Regions from separate parts of the Zea mays genome. Here region 2 is linked to region 1. Evidence: chromatin contacts called from public Hi-C data. All regions are on one chromosome and are shown on one strand. The core of a region is the stretch at or near the end of the contact, and the rest is flanking DNA. Distances in the headings are between cores, read along the strand shown. Region 1 holds the start of LOC100191942. Region 2 holds the start of LOC100304236.

Region 1 (6,128 bases), core at 1,051-3,550:
TCTTCCATGGGCATATTTCTTTGAGATTTTTTAAATTATCAAATTTACTCCAACCAAATCAACAAAAGAACAATTTCCATTTGAAGAGTTATTTGGCTGCAAAAGGTGGCCAGTTTAGGTGGAACTGAAAATAAGATGGGAAAGAGGGGAATAATCTGAAATTAGAGTTCTAAAGAACCATTCAACACACCCTTTGAGGATTTATTCCAGCAGCAGCAACATATAAATCCAATTTTCCAATAGCAATGCCAATACCATGCACCCCAAGATCACCAAGACCCAATATCCTGCTTCCATCAGTCACCACTATCATGTCAACCTGAAACAGAATGGCCAAATAACCATTTTTGGAATTGTACAAAAAGTTCTGGAAATGTTTGTCCTTTTAGATCTCCAAAAGGCAAAGGATCAAAAGGCATATCTTAACGCAACTGTACTTTACCTTAAAGGTAATGGAATAGCTCAACTACAGAAGACAATTACTAAGTGAACACCGGGCAAGCACTGAACTGACCCATACCTGATCAGCTGGCCAATTGTACACCATGGACATCATCTCCCCACGATCTTCTGCACTAAAGTACATTCCCCTAGGGCGTCGAAACAGACCACTGTAGTTTTGGCAAACAAGTCCAACGGTTGGTGTGTAAACGATAGGTGCATACTCCTCAATGTTATCTATTAGTACCTATTGAAAAATGAGACAATACAAGGCAATCATTTTCGAAACAGAATTCAACAAGTTCTCAATCAGTTATGTTTGATATTGCAAGGGAAACAAAGTTAACACAGAAGGTGCATAACCACACATTGGAGGTGCAAACCAAAGATATTGTTCCTTAACAGAACATGCAACATCAACAGGAATAAGGATGTCACTAGATGAATGTGTGGACTGTGAAGGCGCACACCTTGTAGTACATCGTTTCATTTCTGTCATGCAATCTGTTAAGGATGCGCCATTTTGCCAATGGATAAGTATCAGACGGGCCATCTCTTGCATATCTCTGCAGCCGTTTCAGATCAAGCACTGTAACCAAAGTATAAATTAGATTTTAAAATAAAAATTGCAGAATGCTGTTACAGTCTATTTCAGTAATTATAATTTTCTCAAATGGCTTAAAGAGTTACTGTAAAGAGTAACCCAGCTGGCATACCACCCGGCAGTGATGCATCTCCTCTAGGCTCTAGCTCTAGCTCTAGCAGTGGATAAGAATCGAGCAACTTCCGCACTTAAGCTTTCGAGCCATAAATATGTTTAGTACTTTATTGTAAATTTTTAATTGTAGGGAAGCTTTTCTGTAGGGTTTAGGGTTTATAGCTTCTACAGATAGTTGAGGCTATAAAGGTCCATCAGTGATTCTAGAAACGATCATAAGAAATTAGCACCCGTATCATCCTAAAGCTAAGCAATTGGAGCACTGGTTGAGCTGACTCAATCTCCAAAGTCCAAACCTCAAACTAAACTCCAGGGATGACCCAACACCAAGACCACATTCGTAGAAACATCATTTGCACATTATAGCGGCCGATCCAATTAGATCCCCAGCGATTCATGCATCAGGTAGCAAACTCCAAAAGCCAGAGCAAGCAATGAAGCGGCTCGTCGACGGGGCACACGTACTGAATCTGTCGATCTGCTGCTGCGAGGAGACGACGTTGGGCGGGAGCAGGCCGCGGAGGCCGAGGCGGTCCCTCTCGGTCATCGAGAACGCCGTGCCCTGCAGCAGCCAGCAGCGTCACAAGTTCAGAACCCCCAAGAGCGCGAACTAGACAGGGTCACAGGGAGCACCACCGCCCGCCCGCCCGCGAGCAGCCGGTGGGAACGGAACGGAAACCGAGGCGTACCCGGTTGAACCAGGGGTCGTGGAGGATGTCGGGGCCGCGCTTGTGGAGGACGACGGGGCGGTGGCACTCCGACGTCACATACTCTCGCGGGTGCTGGGAGAGGCGGCGCAGGCGGTCCGGGGCGAGGGATCGCCGGAGATTCCGCGAGATGGACGACATCCCCGCGCCGGCTCCTGTTTCTCGGGGAGGCTTCGGGCGGTGGCGTCAGTGGGTATCGGCGTACGGGAGAGTGGAGACGTTCTACCCTTTACAGCCGACAATGCGTTTGCCTTTTGCCCAAATTATTCTCCAGCGCCGCAGCGCGTGGGAGGAGGGCGACGCTGGACCCCGGGGACGGAGGTTTGCTGGTCGTGGCTGATGCTGACAACTGACTGCCTGCCCGGATTGGTTCGTTGACGCCGGGCTGCCGACGAGGAGCCAGATCTGCCCGCGTCCGCACTTGTTCGTACGAACAATTTCCGGCCGATCAGGCGCGCGCGCTGGAGCAGAGAACGGTCAGAGGCAGACCTAACGATTTGTTTGTAAAAAAGAAGAAAGTTCGCTTGGATTCAACTATCCAAGTGAAGTGAAACACGTTCTACTACTTTGTACACTCGCTTTCCAAAATGAATCCAATTATCAATTATTCATTTTGTGACTGTTAAAATGACCGTTAAAGTAATTTATGTTTTATTCATTTTAGTAAATAAATTCATGTTTATGACGTTAAATCAATTTAATATTAAAAAATTATAATTAATTGGATAATATTTATTCGGTGTTGTAAATATTGGAAATAATAATGTGATCATTGTTATTTGGATTTAGTTAGACTTAATCTAACTTTGAATATAACAAATTTTATGATCCATAATAAATACTAATGCAATAAAATATCGATCTTGTATGGAAAAATAATGAGAGATTAAATCGATTTGAATATACTCCATCTGTCACAAATTATAATTCGTTTGACTTTTCTGTGTCACGTTTGATTGACTCATCCTATTCGATTTTTTTAATAAAAAATAAAAAGTCATATTTAGAGTATATTATATGCTAAATAATATCACGGCAAAAATTAACAATAATTATGATTTTTTGGATAAAACGAGTCGGTCAAACTTAGAGTAAAAAAAGACAAACGAAATATAAATTGGAATGGAGTGAGTATTAAGGTGTACTATGAGTTCAAGAAAGACGCAAATCAAGTCATATATCCACACGTGTCGCGATATAAGCAGACTTGAATGAGCTATTTTATGATATGAGTGATATAGAACCAACGGAGGTTTGCGTGTGCATGTTTACAGGGAGTGGTAAGAGGAGTGGTAAGAGCGATATGCGATAAAATGAGGGACGAAAGAGGATTTAGGTGATGGAGGGGCAGAGGAGGGCATAAGATGTAAGGACGAAAAATACAGATTTTAGTTATATATATATATACATACATTAGATCTCTAAATAATGATGAATCTATAGCAAATTAGAAGGGAGTGTGTTTATCTTGCTTGTGCAAGGATATATAGGAGGGGGTAACCTATGGTGTTCTGGTGAGCTAAGAGTCATGGTGTTTTTTTTGTGTTAGAGGGGGATAACATGTGATAGTCTCTTGAGCTAAGATTCGTTGTGTTCTTTTTGTCTAGTCAATATTGTTTTGTTAAGCTTCGAAGGTTTAAAATATTTTTTTGAAAGTTTCATATATTTCTTTGGAAGTTCTGAACCTGTGCACTTGTTTCAAGAACTAATTTTTTCAAGTCCCTCTCTATTATACTTCCTCTATTGTCTATTGTCTCGTCGTCATTGTTCCCTCTATTACCACAAGTTAAAAGGTTTTAAATTTAAATAAATATAGCAATAACATTGTCGCTGATACAACGCTAGAGTATCAATGGTATCATAGAAGAGATAGAAAGAGAAGCATTGCGTAAGTTTTGGCATCGTATGATATTGATGTGAAGTCATGACATCAAAGCCTTAACACGCATATTTTTATATAGGTTCAGACCGCGGTGTACGTAATACTATATGTCCTCTTTGATGGATGTATTTACTTTGATGGAACAAGTTACATAACCAAAAAGAACTAGAGTCAAGCTCACTATATATACTTCTAAGCCATTTGCTTCCTCTATGTTCTGTGTTCCTTGTTGTTGTTAGGATAATAGACTATGATGAATGCCCTAGAGTGAATCTTGGATCAACCCCTTGAGTGTTGATATCCGCTCACTTTTATATCTCAAGAAAGCGGCAAAGCTTACATGCATGTTCTACTTGTGGGCTCTACTTATCATCAAACCAACTACGTATGTCCCATTCTAACCTTGTACCTGTATAATAGCATAACCTATATACATGGAGTGCACGTCGGACGTATGCTGACACTTATCATTCTTTTTTAGGTGACGTCCCATATGGCTCTTAGAGAGTTAGAGTGAGGACGAGGGCCTTAATGGTGCTAGTACATCGTAATATGAGTTTTAGAATGATTCCTTATACTTTTGCTGCATGAACGACCTAGTCATGCTATTGTGATTATTTGGAGAAATATTTTGGAGGAAATATTTAGAGAAATGTCGGTAGAATATTTAAATATTATTTATGGAAAGAATTTGAAGAGGGTCACTAGGAAAAAATATTTCTAGGATATTTTGAGGAGAATTTTGGAGAGAATATATACCACTATATTTCCTTTGTTGAGATCAACTCGCAAACAAATATTTTGAAATAAAATTTAAAAATTTATCTTGAATTTAGAACGAGTTTGAGAAATTTTCTAGAATTAAATTTTTAGGGTGCTACATCTGTACCACCTGGTATGATGCAGTTAGTAACCAGAGCAACCTTTTGTACTTATTGTATTTCATGGTATATTTCGCGTGCGCACACATGTCGACATGATTGATGCATGTACATGAAAGTCGCCTAGGGGGTGAATAGGCAAATCTGAAATTTATAAACTTTAAGCACAACTACAAGCCGGGGTTAGCGTTAGAAATAAGATCGAGTCCGAAAGAGAGGGCGAAAACAAATCATAAGCAAATAAGACGGATGACACTGTGATTTGTTTTACCGAGGTTCGGTTCTTGCAAACCTACTCCCTATTGAGGTGGTCACAAAGACCGGGTCTCTTTCAACCCTTTCCGTCTCTCCACCGATCACAAAGACCGGCGAGCTTTTCTCTTCAATCAAATGGGTCACTTAGACCCCACAAGGACCACCACAACTTGGTGTCTCTTGCTTTAATTACAAGGTGTTGAGAATAAGAAATGGGGAAGAAGAAAAGCGATCCAAGCATAAGAGCTCAAAGAACCCGAGCAAAACTCTCTCTTCTAGTCACTAATTGCTTTGAGTGGAATTGAGACTTGGAGAGGCTTTGATTCAATTGAATTGTGTCTTGTATTGAATGCACTAGCTCTTGTATTGAGTGAGATGTCTAAAAAACTTGGATGCCTTGAAGTGTGGTGGTTGGGGGTATTTATAGCCCCAACCAACAATGTGGCCGTTGGGAGGGGCTCCTATCGATGGGCACACCGGACAGTCCGGTGCGCTAGCCACGTCGCCCAACCGTTAGGGTTCGACCATTGGAGCTCTGACATGTGGGGCCATCGGACAGTCTGGTGGTGCACCGGATAGGTATTGTTCACTGTCCGGTGCGCCTTCTGGTGCCTGCTCTGACTCTGCGCGAATTGTCCGCGCACTGTAGCGTTGTCAGCCGACCGTTGAACTCGACTGTTGCGCTGGCGACCGTTGCTCCGCTTGGCACACCGGACAATCCGGTGAATTATAGCGGAGTGGCTCCCCAGAAACCCGAAGCTGAGTAGTTCAGAGTTGATTTCCCTGGTGCACAGGACACTGTCCGGTGCGCCAGACCAGGGCAGCCTTCGGTTGGTTTTGCTCCTTTCTTTTTGAACCCTGTCTTGGACTTTTTATTGGTTTGTGTTGAACCTTTGGCACCTGTAGAACTTATAATCTAGAGCAAACTAGTTAGTCCAATTATTTGTGTTGGGCAATTCAACCACCAAAATCATTTAGGAAAGGTTTAAGCCTATTTCCCTTTCAATCTCCCCCTTTTTGGTGATTGGTGCCAACACAAACCAAAACAAATATATAAGTGCAGAATTGAACTAGTTTGCATAAGGTAAGTGCAAAGGTTGCATGGAATTAAACCAAATACTTTCATAAGATATGCATGGATTGCTTTCTTTCTCTTAATATTTTGGATCACGCTTGCACCACTTGTTTTGTTTTTGCAAATGTTTTTGGAAATCCTTTTTCAAAGTCTTTTTGCAAATAGTCAA
Region 2 (6,128 bases), core at 1,322-3,821, 210 kb after region 1:
ATTAGAGTTAGAACTTTTGATTTGTCAAAATACTCTCTTTGTCAAAATTTTGTCTCTTATGGGGAGAATTTATGATTATGGGAAAAAGAGGGAGTTTTTGGATCTTGATCATTTTCTCTTTTTGGATTATCTCTCTTTATGCCCAAATAAGTGAGTTTGATTTAGAGATAGGAAAATGAATTTGATTTGCAAAAACAAACCAAGTGGTGGCAAAGAATGATCCAAATATGTCAAATCTTGTAAAGGATATTTTTTTGTTCTCAATTGCATTGATGTTGCACTTCTAGTTGTTGCTTCTTGATGTGTTGACATAAATCACCAAAAAGGGGGAGATTGAAAGGGAAATGTGCCCTTGGGCCATTTCTAGTATATTTTGGTGATTAAGTGCCCAACACATATTGAGTGAGTAATTATATGCCAAATGATGGATGAAGTGAAAATCGACAAGAAGGTATGGTTCTAGACTTAGTACATTGGTTGTTGTGTACTAATATATTTGTCTAAGTGCTAGAATCAGAGAAAAGAAAAGAAGAAGAGAACTTGTCTCGAAGCAGCCAAGACTCAGCACAGTCTGGGTGCACCGGACAGTGTCTGGTGCGCCAGGCTGGGCTCTGGCGAACTGGCCACTCTCGGGAATTCGTCGGCGGCGTACGACTATAATTCACCGGACCGGTGAGCCAACGGCCGCTAGAGCAACGGTCGGCCGCGCAATCCGCGCGCGACGCGTGGCCCACGCCAACGGTCGGTTGGGGGCACCGGACTGTCCAGTGCGCCAACCAGCCCGAAGATCCAACGGTCGGCTGCGCCAGAAATGGAAGGAGATCCGCACCGGACATGCTACAGTGGCTGTCCGGTGGTGCACCGGACTGTCCGGTGCGCCACCCGACAGAAGGCAAGAATTTCCTTGTTGGGTTCCAACGGCTCCTAGCTGCCTTAGGGCTATAAAAGGGACCCCTAGGCGCATGGAGGAGTCAACCAAGCATTCCTTGATCATTCCTAAGCACCAAGACTCCATTCTCGCACATTCGATTCTTTGAGATAGTGACTTGAGCTCCATTTGAGTAGAGAACTCCTTGATTTGTGTTGTGAGCTCAAGTTGTGGCTTGTGTGCGTGATTATGCTTGTGCTTTGAGTTTTGTGTGTGTTGCTCTTCCCACCCTTACTTCCGTGCTTCTTTGTGATCATCAATTGTAAGGGCGAGAGGCTCCAAGTTGTGGAGATTCCTTGCAAACGGGAGAGAGTATAAGAAAGAAAAACACTTTGGTATTCAAGTCGATCATTGGATCACTTGAGAGGGGTTGAGTGCAACCCTCGTCCATTGGGACGCCACAACGTGGAGTAGGCAAGTGTTATACTTGGCCGAACCACGGGATAAATCACCGTGTCTCTTGTGCTTGTTTCTTTGTAACCATTGTGTTTCACAAGAGCTCGGTCCTTAGCCACTTGATTCCATTGTGCTAACACTTAACCAAGTTTTGTGGCTATAAGTTTTAGATTTTTACAGGATCACCTATTCACCCCCCTCTAGGTGCTCTCAATTTGGACCATATGAAAATTTAATGTCATTTTTTGACACTTTTCTCGGTGCCATAGCCTATGGCGCCGAGGTACCTGCTGCGCTGGCATAACCCGAACGCCGTGGCGCCGACGTGGCACCGAGCTCGGCGCCACAGATCTTGGCGCCGAGCTCGGTTGTTTAGAGGCTGACATCCCAGGCTTATCCGCCGTTGCGCCACGTCGTACTCGTCCCCGTAAAACAACGCCGCATGGTTGCGGCAGTGGTTGCCCGAGCGAATCCACGCTTTCGCCCGTTGTCTCCGGGGTAGGGGGCACTCCAGCGCCAAACGGAAAGCCCCATCAGCACTGACCACTCCCGATCCCACGTCCCGGCGTCCCCCCAATCCCTCTCCCTACAAAAGGCCACCGCGACGCGACCGCGTACGGGAGGTGAGCCGTGAGTGCAGGCAGGCTGAGCGAGACCGCGAGGGAGCAGCGAGCTGCACTGCAGCGGCGCAGAAAAAAAGAAATTTTGGAATAATTTTTTCTTCCCTTTGGCTCCGTGAGGTTCCTGTGCTTGCTCGCTCGCCTGAGCTTCGATTGAGCCGTACGTGGGCCGTCGTGAGCTCAATCACCGCTCTCCGGGAGCTTACGAGGGACGTCAGATGGAGCCGTACGCGGCGACGAAGGGCGGCGAGTCCGACGCCGGCACCGACCTGGAAGGTACGCGTGCCGCTCGGCCCGACCTCCTTCGCGCAATTGAGTCTCGTCGCTTCCGTGGGGTTTCGCCGCTTCGCTTATATAACCGAGCTCGGCGCCACATCGGCGGCACGATATCCAGGTTGTTCCAGCGTAACAGATATCTCGGCGTCATAGCCTATGACGCTGAATAAAGAGTCAAAAAATGACATTAAATTTTCGTAGGGTCTAAACGTGATTTTTTTTCGAAAAAAATGAGCCAAACTGGAAAAAAAATTCGGCGCGTAGCCGTCGCCCGTCGGAGCGTAGGCTCGAGGAGGGAAGGCATACCGGTGCCTCTCCACTTCTTCCGTGCACAGTGGAATCCTCAACCTCAACAAACCAAACCCCGGCCCCACACCTTCACCATGCTACCTCTCCCCTTTTTTTTCCCGATTCGCCCTGTCTTCCCAAGCCCTGCTTTGCCGCTAGCGACAAAACCCTAACCCTAACCGCGGGGATGGCGACGCAGTCGCACTCCTCCTCCGCTGCCGCGATAGACATGTATGAGACGGCCTCTCAGCCGGACGCCTCCGTTGCCGGCGACGCCTACACCTTCCTTGAGTTCAACACTCAGGGTGACGAATTCGACTACCCCGACTTTCCGGAGCTTTCTCAACCGCCGCCCCGATCGACGCCGCTGACGTCTTCCATCCCCGGCGCTGGCGCGTCGTCCTCGTCGTGGCCTGCCCCGCCGCCGCCGCCCTCCGACGCGGCCTCCGCTGAACCCGATCTCACGTCTCTGGACGTCCCCACCCCGCCGGCCTCCTCCTCCTCGCCGTCGCCGCGGTCTGCCTCCAAGGCGCGCTCGTTGGCTGCGGCAGATGGGCTCGCCTCCGGGGTAGCCGCACTCAGCTTCGAGGATCCTGTTGGAGCCGGCGCCGGAGAGGACGGGTACGACTACGGCAAGGGAGACTTCGTGGAACACGCCTGCCGGTACTGTGGGATCCACAATCCTGCATGCGTGGCGAGGTGCAACGTGCCCTCCTGCCGCAAGTGGTTCTGTAACTCGCGGGGGAACACCTCTGGCTCCCACATTGTCAACCACCTGGTTTGTTTACTTATCTTTTTTCATGGCATAGCTCATTTAGAATTTAAGACTACTCAGATGTTAATTTGTTGAGAATTGCTTAAAAACTGATTAATCAGAGTTCTGTCATACAAGTCTGTTGATAATTGTTTTTTAGAAACTGAACGAGTGAGATTTTGTCGTACAAATTTGTTGATAATTGCTTAGGAACGAACTTAGTGGGCTCTGTTTCACAATAGTCTGCTTTGAATCAATTCTAGGCCTTTTAGTTGTTAAAAGAAGACATCATGCTTTATTGGGGTGCACTTTATGGCTCTATAAGTAAACTATTGCTCAGATGTTGTAGCAAGTAGCAGCATGTCTTTCGTATTATATGCGGGGGTGGCTAAGGAGGTGATCGGTACCATCTTAAAATTGGTAAATTGATGCCATGAGTCGGTTAGTTAGTTTTTGTATTTTTCATGGTATGCCATAGTGTCGGTGTATCTAGTTGCTGTAATTTGTTAGCCATGCTGCATTGATGTGGCTTTAGACTTGGAAGGTTTTCTGGTGGAAATAAGTATAGAACTATAGATAAAATAACTCTGAGGAGAATGTCATGTTAATTATCTCTTGAATTAGGTTGAGAATAAGCAAATTTGTAGTATACTGTTGTATCTGTGGGAGACATTGCAATGGGAATGCGACGATTGCTAGATGTGCGTATTTGGTTTTGTTGTGCAGTAGCAGTATTAACTTTTGATTTTTTGTGCTAATGGAATGGTTGATACATTTTGTGAAAGTGGTTCCTATTGTTCAGACCCATTTGCAAAGGGTCCTTGGACATATTGTTTAAATAGTTGGTTAGGAAGCTAGCTGTATTTGCAGTGAAGACATTTCGTTCCTATTTGGTATCTAGGGTCTTAATTGTTAAGTCCCATTTGCAAGGTGTCACTTATACTGTCTAAATAGTTTGCTATCAGTTTAATTTAATTTTCAGTGAAGACCATCTCAAACCGTATGAGTAGGAGTGTAGAACACAACATTATGACAGCAACATGGATATAACTTTTGTTAAAAAAAATTGTCAACACATCTGTTTCTACAACTTATTATATTGCAACCCTGATTCCTTATTGAGAGGCTCTGTGGTGTTTCATAAGCAGCTTTGCTATCCTTTAGGCAACTCGCAGCATGCAAGCACACCATTGTCCTTGGACAGTGGACACACTTTTGATGTTTTGGCATTGTGTTGTGGTGGTTGTCCAAGCAAACCAAGGACTGGTACAAGTACATCCTGAAAAATGCTTAGTACAAAAGCTGAGGCATGGGTCCATTTAGAAGTGAAATGAAGGATGGAGAGAGTCTGGTGGGAGAACAGTGATGATATCCTATCAAGTTTATCTAGTTCTAGAAAGACTATGATTCTTCTCACCGAAAAGAACATATATATGTAAACCAAGCTTCAGTGGTTTGGCAATGCGTCAAAATTTCTAGCTTGATCTACGATGTCAAATGTCAATGCTCTAACAGTGAACGTTTGGCCTAGTTGATTATAAGCATATACTTGCTACCTACAGTCACCCATAAGCTTTGTATACAAATAAATGCATTGAGTGTAGGCTAGATCACTCATTCTGAATCATATGCTTATTGTGTTATTGTGTAAGAATCCACCTACCTTTACCCATTTAAATGAAACAAATTCAGTATACATGGTCATAACCATATGTTTATCATTTGCAGGTTAGGGCAAAGCATAAGGAAGTGTGCCTTCACAAGGATAGCCCTTTGGGAGAAACAATCCTTGAATGCTACAACTGTGGCTGTCGGAATGTATTTCTTCTTGGGTTTATCTCAGCAAAATTGGAGAATGTTGTCGTTCTTTTATGCAGAGAGCCGTGTTTAAGTGTTAATGCACTGAAGGATATGAATTGGGATCTCAGCCAGTGGTGCCCTCTTATTGATGACAGGTGTTTCTTGTCATGGCTTGTAAAGGCAAGGGTCTCATGATGATTTCTTAGGTTGTTCTGTCATGCATTTGTGCATAGCTAGGAACTTTCTGATGGTTGGACAATTTACTTTCTTCAGGTACCTTCAGAGCAGGAGCAGCTAAGAGCTCGGCAAATTAGTGCACAGCAAATTAACAAAGTGGAAGAGCTTTGGAAGACAAATCCTGATGCATCTCTTGAAGATCTTGAAAAGCCTGGCGTAGATGATGAACCTCAGCCAGTTGTTTTGAAGTATGAAGATGCTTACCAGGTTAAAACTTTCTAAAGTTCTGTATTCTGTTACTTGAGTTTACTTTTTTGTTGGTGCTTTACTTCCTACTCTCAAATATCAAAGCCCATATTTTTACCTTGCATCTAAGACCTAACTAGCATATCCTGCCCCCCTTTTTTTGCCAGTACCAAAATGTTTTTGCGCCACTGATAAAACTTGAGGCTGATTATGACAAGGTACTGTGTTCTGATTAAGAGATCATGTTTTTTATCTTTTCCATCACAAAACTGAGTTGTGTTACTGTTTTATATGTTGTTGTAGATGACGAAAGAGTCACAGAGCAAGGATAATGTAACTGTCCGGTGGGATATTGGGTTGAACAAGAAGCGTGTAGCTTACTTTGTCTTTCCAAAGGTCTGTTCAAGAAGTGAAATATATGGGATTAGTGAATTAATACCATAATTGTATAGTTATCTGTTGTTGATGATGTTCGGTATTGCTTCGTGATACTCTATTGTCTAACACGGGAAACAATTATGTATTTTAGGAAGACAATGAGTTGAGGCTTGTGCCTGGAGATGAGCTACGCTTGAGATATCCTGGTGATAGCTCACATCCCACATGGCAATCTGTGGGACATGTGGTAATTAGAAACCTGCTG

What was found. A called contact is a pair of places that touch in the nucleus more often than the background predicts.
Region 2: a Hi-C map of leaf shows a contact between it and region 1, with 7 times the contacts expected there. The contact joins the promoter of LOC100304236 here to the promoter of LOC100191942 in region 1. A contact is called at or near these places in 8 of 25 Hi-C or Micro-C datasets (bundle sheath, ear, endosperm and 2 more).

Annotation. Positions count from the first base shown.
Region 1 is chr7:159,221,338-159,227,465 of Zm-B73-REFERENCE-NAM-5.0, forward strand. LOC100191942 reads right to left here and starts at 2,301. Exons shown (of 19, transcript NM_001361608.1): 1 at 1,849-2,301; 2 at 1,625-1,721; 3 at 912-1,030; 4 at 521-688; 5 at 191-319. The coding sequence starts at 2,007.
Region 2 is chr7:159,430,229-159,436,356 of Zm-B73-REFERENCE-NAM-5.0, forward strand. It overlaps LOC100304236, which reads left to right and starts at 2,572. Exons shown (of 29, transcript NM_001361390.1): 1 at 2,572-3,286; 2 at 4,991-5,242; 3 at 5,336-5,506; 4 at 5,653-5,703; 5 at 5,789-5,881; 6 at 6,015-6,110. The coding sequence starts at 2,696.